Linked DNA regions of Mus musculus: regions 1 and 2 are each linked to region 3. Evidence: chromatin contacts called from public HiChIP or PLAC-seq and promoter capture Hi-C data. All regions are on one chromosome and are shown on one strand. The core of a region is the stretch at or near the end of the contact, and the rest is flanking DNA. Distances in the headings are between cores, read along the strand shown.

Region 1 (3,043 bases), core at 421-2,920, 1.1 Mb after region 3:
TCCTCTGCCGCTTCTTGAATGTCAAGGCTCTTAGCTGGCTAGGCTTGTTTTAGGTATTCGGGGAGGTCTTTTGCACAGTATCATCTATTCAGCTGCCCCTCCTCCCTCCAGCTTTCTTTGTCTGGGGACAGATAGGATGAATCCAGGGCGTCACCTAGCTAGGGTCGAGTCAACTTTGCATCTTATGGTCTGTAATCGTGATTCTGGGAGTACCTTCCATTGTCCCTTTCCTGATGGCCCCTGGCCTCGTTTTGTGGTATATGTAGATTTTGGAATTGAGTGTGTCTGGATTTGCTGTCCTTTTGGAGCCTAGCTGGCAAAGCCACCGATATCAGTCTAAAGGCAGGTTTTCTTCTACCCAAGTGTTTTGTACATCTTGCCTTTGTTCCTCATTTGTAATCTTGCCTAGGTAGACTTGCTGAATAAGTTCAATGCCCACAGGGACATATTCATCACTGAGAGGTGACAGCCAAAGCACCGCTGCAGAGAGAAAAAGAGCTTGGGCTTCTGTCCCCTCTGAGCAGCGGCAGTGACAACCTTGGGGTGTCCACTATAGGAGTGTATGACAGATACAAGGGTCATAACAGACACCAGGTCTTGTTTTCTGCTGTTGCTTTTGGTTTTTGTTTTGTTTTGACAAATCTGTTTTTCCTGTGCAACCTTAAAGAAAAAATTGTATACTCAGAGTAGACACTAATGTATTTCTGGATCATTAACTCTGATTCCTACGTGCCATCAAGATGGCTCAGTGGATAAAAGTACTTGCCAAATCTAACAATCTGAGTTCAATCCCCAGCAACCACACTGAAGAATGAGAGAACAACAAGCCCCTGCGGTTACCTACTGACTCTCACGGGCACGCACACACACACACACACACACACACACACACACACACACACACACATCAGGGATGATAGAAGCTGCCTGTGTGTGAGTAGGTACTCAGCAAGCAGTTTTAAGCAAACTTCAGGAAGAGAGAAGCCTTTCTGAGCAAAGGGTTAGACTCAGGATTTGACCTTGGCATTTCCATCTTTCTTAAATGGAAATTTTCTAAGCAAAATATTATTTTCTGACTCTTATGACCCTTCCTGCCAGAAACTCAGCTCCATGCAGCTGAGGAGCACAAGGACTCCCCAGCAACTGTCACAAGCCAGGCCCTGAGGGCATCCCTACTAACAGCCAGTGTGGAATGTTACAGCAGCAAGCCATTACTCCAAGTGATCGTCATGTAGTAAGTCAACACTCCCTCTACTCTACCCTCTCTAAAAGGTTGTGACTACTCTTGGTCTCACTGTAAATAAGAAAAGGCCTGGTGAGGAACCAGCACACAGCTGCTAATGGCAGGCAGGGACTGCAGGCAGTCCACACACATCTGTCCTCAGGATGCCTGGGCTGAGTTTCGGTGTATGCAGAGCCTCCAGCTAGGGCTTCAACCAAGATGAGGTCAAAGAAGGTAAATTTCTCACACAGGCCACAAAGAAAGCATGTCAACCTCTGTGCAAAGCAAGCATCAGAGAAGCACATTGCTGGTGCAAACACAGAAGCAAAATGCTGGCCCAAACAAGTTTGCTGCCAGTCTTTTCAGTCAGCGTAACAAGGAGTGGCCATTGTCAACTTACGACTCATGCTACAGCAGAACTGAGTGCCCCTTTAGCCTGCTGACCTCCGGACTTCTGGTCACCTGTAACAAGCTGTAATGTTTAATCCACTATTTGCTACGTGCAGCCAAAGGCATCCTTAATGAGAAAGCTAACAGTAGAACTTCTGAGGTCTTTCAAGAGGAACCCAAGAATATTATTCAAAGATTATTTATATCTGGGACTGCACAGGCAGAGGCTTGGACTGCTCTCCCCAGCGTCATGTAAAGAGTGTCTCCAGGGTCATGTAGGAAAGACTGGGAAGAGACAAGAGGACTTTGAAGCTACTGTAATTTTCAGCTTATAAAAAATAAAGTGTAAGGCTGTAGCTCTAGTACAGTTGGTAGAGTGTTCGCCCAGCATACACAAAGCCCTGAGTTCCAACCCCAGCACCATTCCAGCACTAGGGAGATGGAAGCAAAATGATCAGAAGTTTGAACTAATCCTCGAATCTACCTACCTTATCTCAAAAACATAAACAACTAAAAATAAAGAAAAGGGAAGGAGAAGAGGGTGAGTGAGAGGTGGAGGGAAAGAGGAGAAAGAAAGGGGGAGGGGAAGGGAAGGAATGGAGAGAGAAGAGGGAGGGAAAGGGGAACGGGAGAGAGGGGCAGGGGAGAGAGAAGGGGAAGGGGGAAAAAGGAAGAGAGAAGGGAGAGGGAAAGGGGAGGAGGGGAGGAAATGGGAGAAGAGAGGAGAGAGAAAGGGAGGAGAATGGGAGAGGAGGGGAGAGAGAAAAGGGAGGGGAAGAGAGGGAAGGGAGAGAAAGGGGGAAGGGAAGGGGAGGAGGGGAGAGAAAAAGGGGAGAGAAGGGAAGAGAATGGGGAGGAAAGGGAAGGGGAGGGGAAGGGGAGATGAGGAGAGAGAAGGGGAAGGAAAGGGAGAGGAGGGGTGAGAGAAGGGGGAGGGGAAGAGGAGGAGGAGAGAGAAAAGAGGGAGAAGAAGGGGAAGGAGGAGAGAGAGGAGGGAAGAGAAAAGGAGAGAAAAGGGCAAGGGGAAGAGGAGAGGAGAAGAGAGAGAATGGGGAGGGGGAGGGGGAAGGGGAGAGAGAAGGAAGAGGGGAAGGAGGAGAGGGTAGAAGGGGGCAGAAACTTTGGCCCAAGGCCATTTGTGGATGTCATATGCTGGACCCTAGGTTTTTCCTCCTTTCAAGGCAGTAAGGGCTGTCCCTGGTTGATTCTGGAAGCTTGACATTTTCCTATTGGCACCACTCAGCCTCATTCATGCTTTCCTGTTCTGTTCCTGTGACTACAGGTACTACTGACCAAAGGAAACTAAGGGGAATTCTAATATGTGTTTTTGTTTGAGGTTAAAATTCTCACCAGGACATTATAGATGCTGCTTTGGATGAAGCTGGGGGTGGGTCTGACTCCTCTCAACCCTACATCCCCAGAGCCTGTGTG
Region 2 (3,286 bases), core at 352-2,851, 1.2 Mb after region 3:
CCCTAAGCACATCTTTATGATTATATTGGGCATACCTGGATAAGTCAATATCATTTCTCCATCTCAAGAGTTTAGCTCAATGACATCTGTGAAGTCTCCTTTGCCATGAAAAATAATAGGTTCTGGGAATTCAATCTTTGGGTTGCATTATTCTGCCTGCCACAACCTGGGAGGAATCACCCACACACCCACACACCCACCTCTGAATGTGTGCTGAGTAACTACTTACTGTACCCTGAACCAACGCTAAGAAACATACCATCCAGCTCTGTGGCCTTGCCTGATTATATAACCGGCTTGTTGAACTGCAGGCATTATCTCCTGGCTCCCAGACATGCTGCGCGGAAAGCGTCTGCAGGCATCTCTGTCCACTTCAGGAAGATGCAGAAATTATTAGATGCTCTTTTAACTGTGACTAGACAGAAGGAAAACGCTGGAAGAAGCAGAGGAGAGAGAGAAAACAAATCCACTTGCAGCGGCTGATGTGAAGGGAGATTGGTAAACGGGAAGGCAATGTAATGAAGGTCGAGCAAACTCAAATAAATGTGTCCTTTTTCTCCCACTAATCGTCCATTCGAGAAACGTACCTTGAGGGTTTGAGTGAACTTCTGTATGAACTAAGCTAGTGAAATGCTATGTTGCGTGCTGGTGGGAGGAGTGGGAGCCAACTAAACGTTCTCCAGTAACTAGACAAGTATATGCCTCCACATTACAGAAAACCCAGCCACATAAAGGACAGAGATTTAGGGAAAATTTGTGACGGAACTCAGGATCTACCACTAAGTTACATCCTAACACCCTTTATATTTGTGCTGGAGGTCTCCATCTCTAGCTCAGGCTGGCCTTGAATTTACTTCAACAAGTGAGATAGCCTGTCCCACCTGGAGAAACCAAAAATCTGGTTTCGAATCTTGGTTGTTTATTATTTCATATAATTAAGCAGGCAAGCAGCCGCACAAACTGAGCAGCGGCAGAGGGTAGGGGGCACGCAAAAGTATGTTGTTAACCATGGTTATTCCTGAGTAATGGAACAATCCTATTTTGCCTTCATTTGTATTTCGTATGGGCTGAAAATAAAGGGGAATGGAGAATTCTGAGAGAGAATGCCTCCTAGATTGCTTACCTGGAGGTTTTTTTAGGTAGTTACAAACACGACCCAAGATGTCCCTCTAGTGGAAGGAACGCGGCTGCAACTGGCACCTGATGGAGGCTTTGTAAAATAACTTACTGAGTTCAAGACCTTTGCAAACAAGAGACTGAAACTCATAAGGTATTGTGCTTATTAAAAATTTTCAAGGCGGGGAGGGGGAGGAATACTTGCAAAAGTAGAGACAAAACCCTCACACTAGGAAAACGATGTCGATTCTGGATGCACTTGGAATACTGACAGCAACATTCTGAACTGTCGGTATTGGAGGATTACGCGGATTAGACTTCTCTGTTTGCATTTTGTTAGTTTATGCCTAGGTCTAGAGAGCCAAAGGATGGGGAACCTAAACACACGCGCGCGCACGCGCGCTAACGCTTTCTGCGCCTCTCGGCTGAGTTCGGGTAGACCTGCCCTGGGCTCGGGCACATTCCGGCCACACTTGTCCCCGCCTCGATTCCTTTTCGGCTACAATCGGTTGGCTCTCTTGAACTCGGCTCCCTTCGGCTACATCCGGCCTCTCTCAGTCGGCCATTGCAGTTACATCTGTTCTGCGCTCCTTCGGCCCTGGCGTCTCTCCCTGCGTTCGGCCAGCGTTCGGCTGGACTCGGCTCTTTCCGTCAGCGTGCGGCCGCGGTCCCGGAAGGGCGCCCATGGAGCCAGGCCTGTCGGGCGAACGGCGGAGTATGGCGCCGCTGTTGGAGTACGAGAGGCAGCAGGTGCTGGAACTGCTCGACAGCGACGGGCTGGTGGTGTGTGCCCGCGGACTCGGCACCGACCGGCTCCTCTACCATTTCCTGCGGCTTCACTGCCACCCGGCCTGCCTGGTGCTGGTGCTCAACACGCAGCCGGCCGAGGAGGTGCGACTGCGGGATGGGTAGACCCAAGGGTTTGGGGGACATCCGATGCGAGATCGGCGCGGTAGGAACGCGGAGCTGTACGGTTGCAGGGACTCCGAGCCCATGCAGATCTTAAACAGGGCACGAAAGGGAATGAATTAAGATCCCAGGGGGGAGATGCGGGGCACCTACACAGTTCCAAGTCGCTGCGAAGGAGGGAAGGGAACCCCAGGGAAATTGAAGTGGCTGCCACGACAAGGGAGGGCATTGAGTGAGGGTCCTGGAAGGAGATCCTGGACTCTGACACTGCGGGATGACTGCCAAGTATAGAATGCATCCCAAGAAAGTCTTGGGTTCCTCTATTGACATGGGAGAGCATTGAATACAGGGCCCAGACACAGTTTGAGGACACTGAGAATACGGGTCCCACACACTCCTTAACACTGAAAAGGAGAGGGGCGAGTAGGCTACACATTGAGGTAGAGTAGTGGATTGAATTGCACTGCAAAGGAGAGACGGTATCAGAATCTGGGTAGGAATAGTGTTTGAGTTTGAAGTTGGATATAAGGGTGTTTGGAGGACAGAGTGTGGTCCCTAAAAGGACAATGACGAGGATGATAGGGTCTCTGAGAGTTATTACTTTCTAGTAGAAAAGGAGACCTTGAGACTTAACAAAAGAAGAGGGATTAGGGAAATGGGGGTGGGGGTGCAGAAGTTAAAGCTAAGGGAGCGATCAATCTGGGTTACAGAGAACAGGTGATCCTGAGGACAGTGGAATGAGACATGCCTTGCTGCGGATGTTGAGAGATGTGGACATAGCCTAGCATGATGAATCTGATGATCCCCTAGGTGTAGTGGCCAGGAAGAAAATGTCAGCTGAGAAGAGTCACTAACAACTCCTTTAAAGGCTGAGGCCCTGTTGGATTCCCCAGGAATCTACAGTGCTTGGCATGGTACTTTGTGCAATGTAAGATGCCCAGAAAAGTGGCATTAGACTGAGAGACTAATGGGCCATTGGACCTATGGACATTCTGGCATCTCTCTAGGAAGTATCAATACTGATCTAACAGTCTAAAGTGTTGTCTGCAGAGAGGAATCCCTTGTCTCAAAACCCGACTTTGGCTGGAAGTAGTTTCTAGGTAGTAGAAAACTTTTTTTAAAGATTTTTTTTAATAATTTATTTATTTATTATATGTAAGTACATTGTAGCTGTCTTCAGACATTCCAGAAGAGGGAGTCAGATCTCATTATGGATGGTTGTGAGCCACCATGTGGTTGCTGGGATTTGAACTCAGGATCT
Region 3 (3,016 bases), core at 66-2,565:
GCACATCCATTAACAAAACATACAGCACGAATGCGCAATCAATGGGATACTGTTCAGAAGGAAGGAAGGAAGGAGAACTACTTAGAATAGGAGGCATCTCAAAAACATGTAGGCTGGGAAAACAAACAAACAAAAACCTAAGACACATTAAAATCTGTAGAAAATGGCAACACTGCAGACTGGACTTTCCCCAGTCCACCATCAGTGGATTTTTGGCTGTGCGCACCTGTGCAGAACCTTGAACTGCAAGGAGGGGAAAAGAAACAAAGGCCTAGCAGAGAACTGTAGGATTGATCTTCTTTGGCTAGCTAGGCAGAGGTAAGTCTGAGGAAATGAACCTGAAAATAGGATGTGAAGGCTGAGAAGGTGCCAGACTTCCAAGTCCCACCAGGTGAGCAGAGGAGAGCAGGTGCCAAGGCCCTCCGGGTTTGGAACGGGCCTGATTCTTTTTTCAGAGCAGTTCAGGCAAATTAGAGGCTGGATAACAAGGCGAGCGTTCCTGTGATTCTAAGCCAAGTGCCAGAGAAGAATCAACCCCAAAGATCCAAAGGAAACACAGGGAAACAGGAACCAATCCGGTATCCTCTGAGTTGCTGGGGCCTATCATTTGCTTAACACCCAGCATGTGTTCCACACCCAAGGTTACAGAAATAGTCTGATGTGTTAACAACGCTCCCTTTGAGGCAAGACTGGGTCAGATTATCTAAGCCCAACTTCCAAGAACGCTACCTGGACCAGAATGCCTTCCCTTTCTACGGTTACAGTAAGCAACTGGATATAAAAACACTCTCACTACAATTGACAGCCCCTGACACACACAGCGCTTGTCAGCTGCCCCGCAGAAGCTTGCCAAGGAAGAGAGAAGACAGGCCCCGTAGCAGAGCCCAAGCAGTCATTCACTTCTCTGCCACCTCCGCCCCGCTTCTGTTTAGTTTGTTTGCTTTATTTTTTAAGTTTGTGGTTTGCAAGGTCAAGTCAAGGCCAGCGAAGCACCCAACACTGCGAGGGAGGAACAACTCCGACAACGGTCCCCGGTGCTGTGTGCAACCCACGAAGGGATCCGGATAGAAGTGAGCGCCCGCGACCGGAAGGTTCCCCTCGCGGAAGGTTCTGCAGCTCTGGAGTGCCCCCCTTCCCAGGCGAAGAGCCAAGCAGTACCTGAGGAAAACGCGTCCAGGGTCCTGCCCCGGGCTCTGTGGAAAACATCCGCCGCCTCCATAGCGGACATGGCGAGCGACTGGCCTTGCCTGGGCACGTTCTGTGAGAGGAGGGAGCGACTCCACACCACCCGGCAGCCCCGCCTGGAACAGCTTCTGGAACCTGCCCTCCAGGAGGGCCGGGCGGGGCGGGGCCGCTCTGGGTGCTGCTAGTACTGCCTGGGCAGAACACGGAGATTGCCACCCCTAGTGGGATCCTCCCGGGGTCAGGATCCAACTTTCACTGGAACAGACTGGGGGTTGAGGCTTTGAGGCCTGGAGTTGTCTTATGTAACACGCATCGGGCCGCTTCATAATTTGGGATTTCAGGTTAACAAGAATAGGAAAAAACAAAACAAAAACAAACAAACAAAAAAACCCAACAAAACCCACGTTTAGCTTAAATATATCTCATGCAGTATTTGGGAGATACTTAAGCAGTTATTTTTAAAATATTGTTTATCTGAAATTCCATTTCAATTTGATGTCCTAAGTTTTATGTTGCAACCCTTCCAAACTGCCCACCATAATCTCAAGAGTCTTTAAGGCATCTTGACTGCCTGGACATTGCCACTGTCATTCTGTCACTGTTGTTGCTGGGTAACAGGCATTGCCCGAAGTACTTTGTGTTTTGCTTGTTACCTCATTGACTGCACTTGTCAGATGGGGAAACTGACACTCAGAGAGAGACACAACTCCTGAAAGCTAAGAGCTGCAGGTGAGCAAGACAAAATCTATCCAACTCAAAAGCCGTTACACTGGACTACAACCCTCACACTTGGTAGCAATCCAGATTTCGAGGTGGAAAATGTTAAATTCAGATCTCCAAAAAGAGGATACATTTATTAAGCACTACAGGGGAATTCCTAGGATCTGCCAAGTTGCTAAATTTTCTTCTCAACAAGTGTAAGCCTGAAATGTTCGTATGGTTAACAGAGCTAGGATGATGTCCCATGACCTTGAACTAGAGTCAGATATAAGTCCTAGCAATTTAGGACAGAAATACAAATGAGCTTGTGTCTCAGCTACTTGGGTTTATCCTAATACTACCACTTACTTTAGGTATGATCTTAAAAATTAGTTGCTCTGCACCTCAGTTTTCCTACCTGTCAAATGAGAACAATAACAATACCTAGGGTTATTGGGTTGGTGAGAAAGTTAGATGATGTTGTAATTTGCACATAAGATGTCTCCCGTAGGCTCATGTTGGAAGTTGTCCCCAGCTAGTTGTGAACGAAAGAAAAAGAAATAAAAAGGAAGGGAAAGGATATGAATTCCCCCTAGGTGTGGTGGAGGAGAAAGCTTATCTGTGGGAGAGTGTAGCCAAAAGCTGAGACATCTGTGAAAATCTAATACTGGGCAAGGGGAAGGGGTAAGGAGAAGGAGGGAAGAAAAGAACCAGGTGCAGCAGCCAGGAGGCCAAAGGTACAAAAAGGCTGGGTAACAAAATGTCTGGACTATATAGGGAAGAGCCCCTGGGGGGGGGGGGAAGGGCAGCCCAGCCTCTGGGCTGGAGTGTTCAGGGTAAAGGGTGGGATATGCCAGCCATACCCTATATCAGGTAGGAACTGAGGCTGCTGGAAGAACCTGGAGGCCAGGTCCACTTTGATGTGCTAAACTGGCACCTCACCCATGTCCTGGGTTTAAAACTTAACAAATGGCAGTGGTTTGGGAGGTTCAGAGAACTTTAGAAGGTGATTCCAGGTTAAAGAATAAAGGTCTTTGGAAGGCGTGTCTTGGAGATAATCTTGTTCCTAAACACTTCCTGTGACAGTGTGCCGCTTGCCCTTCTTGAGGTGAGAAGCTCCTGTGCCATACAT

Evidence for each region. Promoter capture Hi-C pulls out the DNA fragments that hold promoters and counts their contacts. HiChIP or PLAC-seq counts read pairs in DNA pulled down with a chosen protein or histone mark.
Region 1: a contact with region 3 is called in a FOXA1 HiChIP or PLAC-seq map of pancreatic cancer cells. The contact joins the enhancer-like site here to the promoter of Cpped1 in region 3. A contact is called at or near these places in 11 of 39 promoter capture datasets (the 3T3-L1 cell line, the HPC-7 cell line, HPC-7-derived erythroid cells and 5 more) and 7 of 115 datasets of contacts at active chromatin or transcription factors (astrocytes, cardiomyocytes, embryonic forebrain and 4 more).
Region 2: a promoter capture Hi-C map of hippocampal neurons shows a contact between it and region 3, with 11 times the contacts expected there. The contact joins the promoter of Ercc4 here to the promoter of Cpped1 in region 3. A contact is called at or near these places in 10 of 39 promoter capture datasets (the 3T3-L1 cell line, 3T3-L1-derived adipocytes, the C10 cell line and 6 more), 5 of 484 Hi-C or Micro-C datasets (CD8 T cells, adipose-derived mesenchymal stem cells, cerebral cortex and 2 more), 8 of 115 datasets of contacts at active chromatin or transcription factors (acute myeloid leukemia, astrocytes, differentiating embryonic stem cells and 5 more) and 2 of 9 other capture datasets (adipose tissue and liver).

Annotation. Positions count from the first base shown.
Region 1 is chr16:13,045,306-13,048,348 of GRCm38.p6, forward strand. No RefSeq gene overlaps it. Among named protein-coding and RNA genes, the nearest start is that of Ercc4, 63 kb to the right of the region's middle. Within about 2 kb of position 1,671, at least 13 of the 459 cell types and tissues checked have an H3K27ac peak or open chromatin away from gene starts, as enhancers often do. A contact at or near this core is called in pancreatic cancer cells, where this site is marked.
Region 2 is chr16:13,108,135-13,111,420 of GRCm38.p6, forward strand. Ercc4 (excision repair cross-complementing rodent repair deficiency, complementation group 4) reads left to right here and starts at 1,602. Exons shown (of 11, transcript NM_015769.2): 1 at 1,602-2,007. The coding sequence starts at 1,801.
Region 3 is chr16:11,908,108-11,911,123 of GRCm38.p6, forward strand. It overlaps Cpped1 (calcineurin-like phosphoesterase domain containing 1), which reads right to left and starts at 1,316. Exons shown (of 4, transcript NM_146067.3): 1 at 1,159-1,316. The coding sequence starts at 1,228. All of the region lies in intron 2 of Gm9961 (predicted gene 9961), which reads left to right.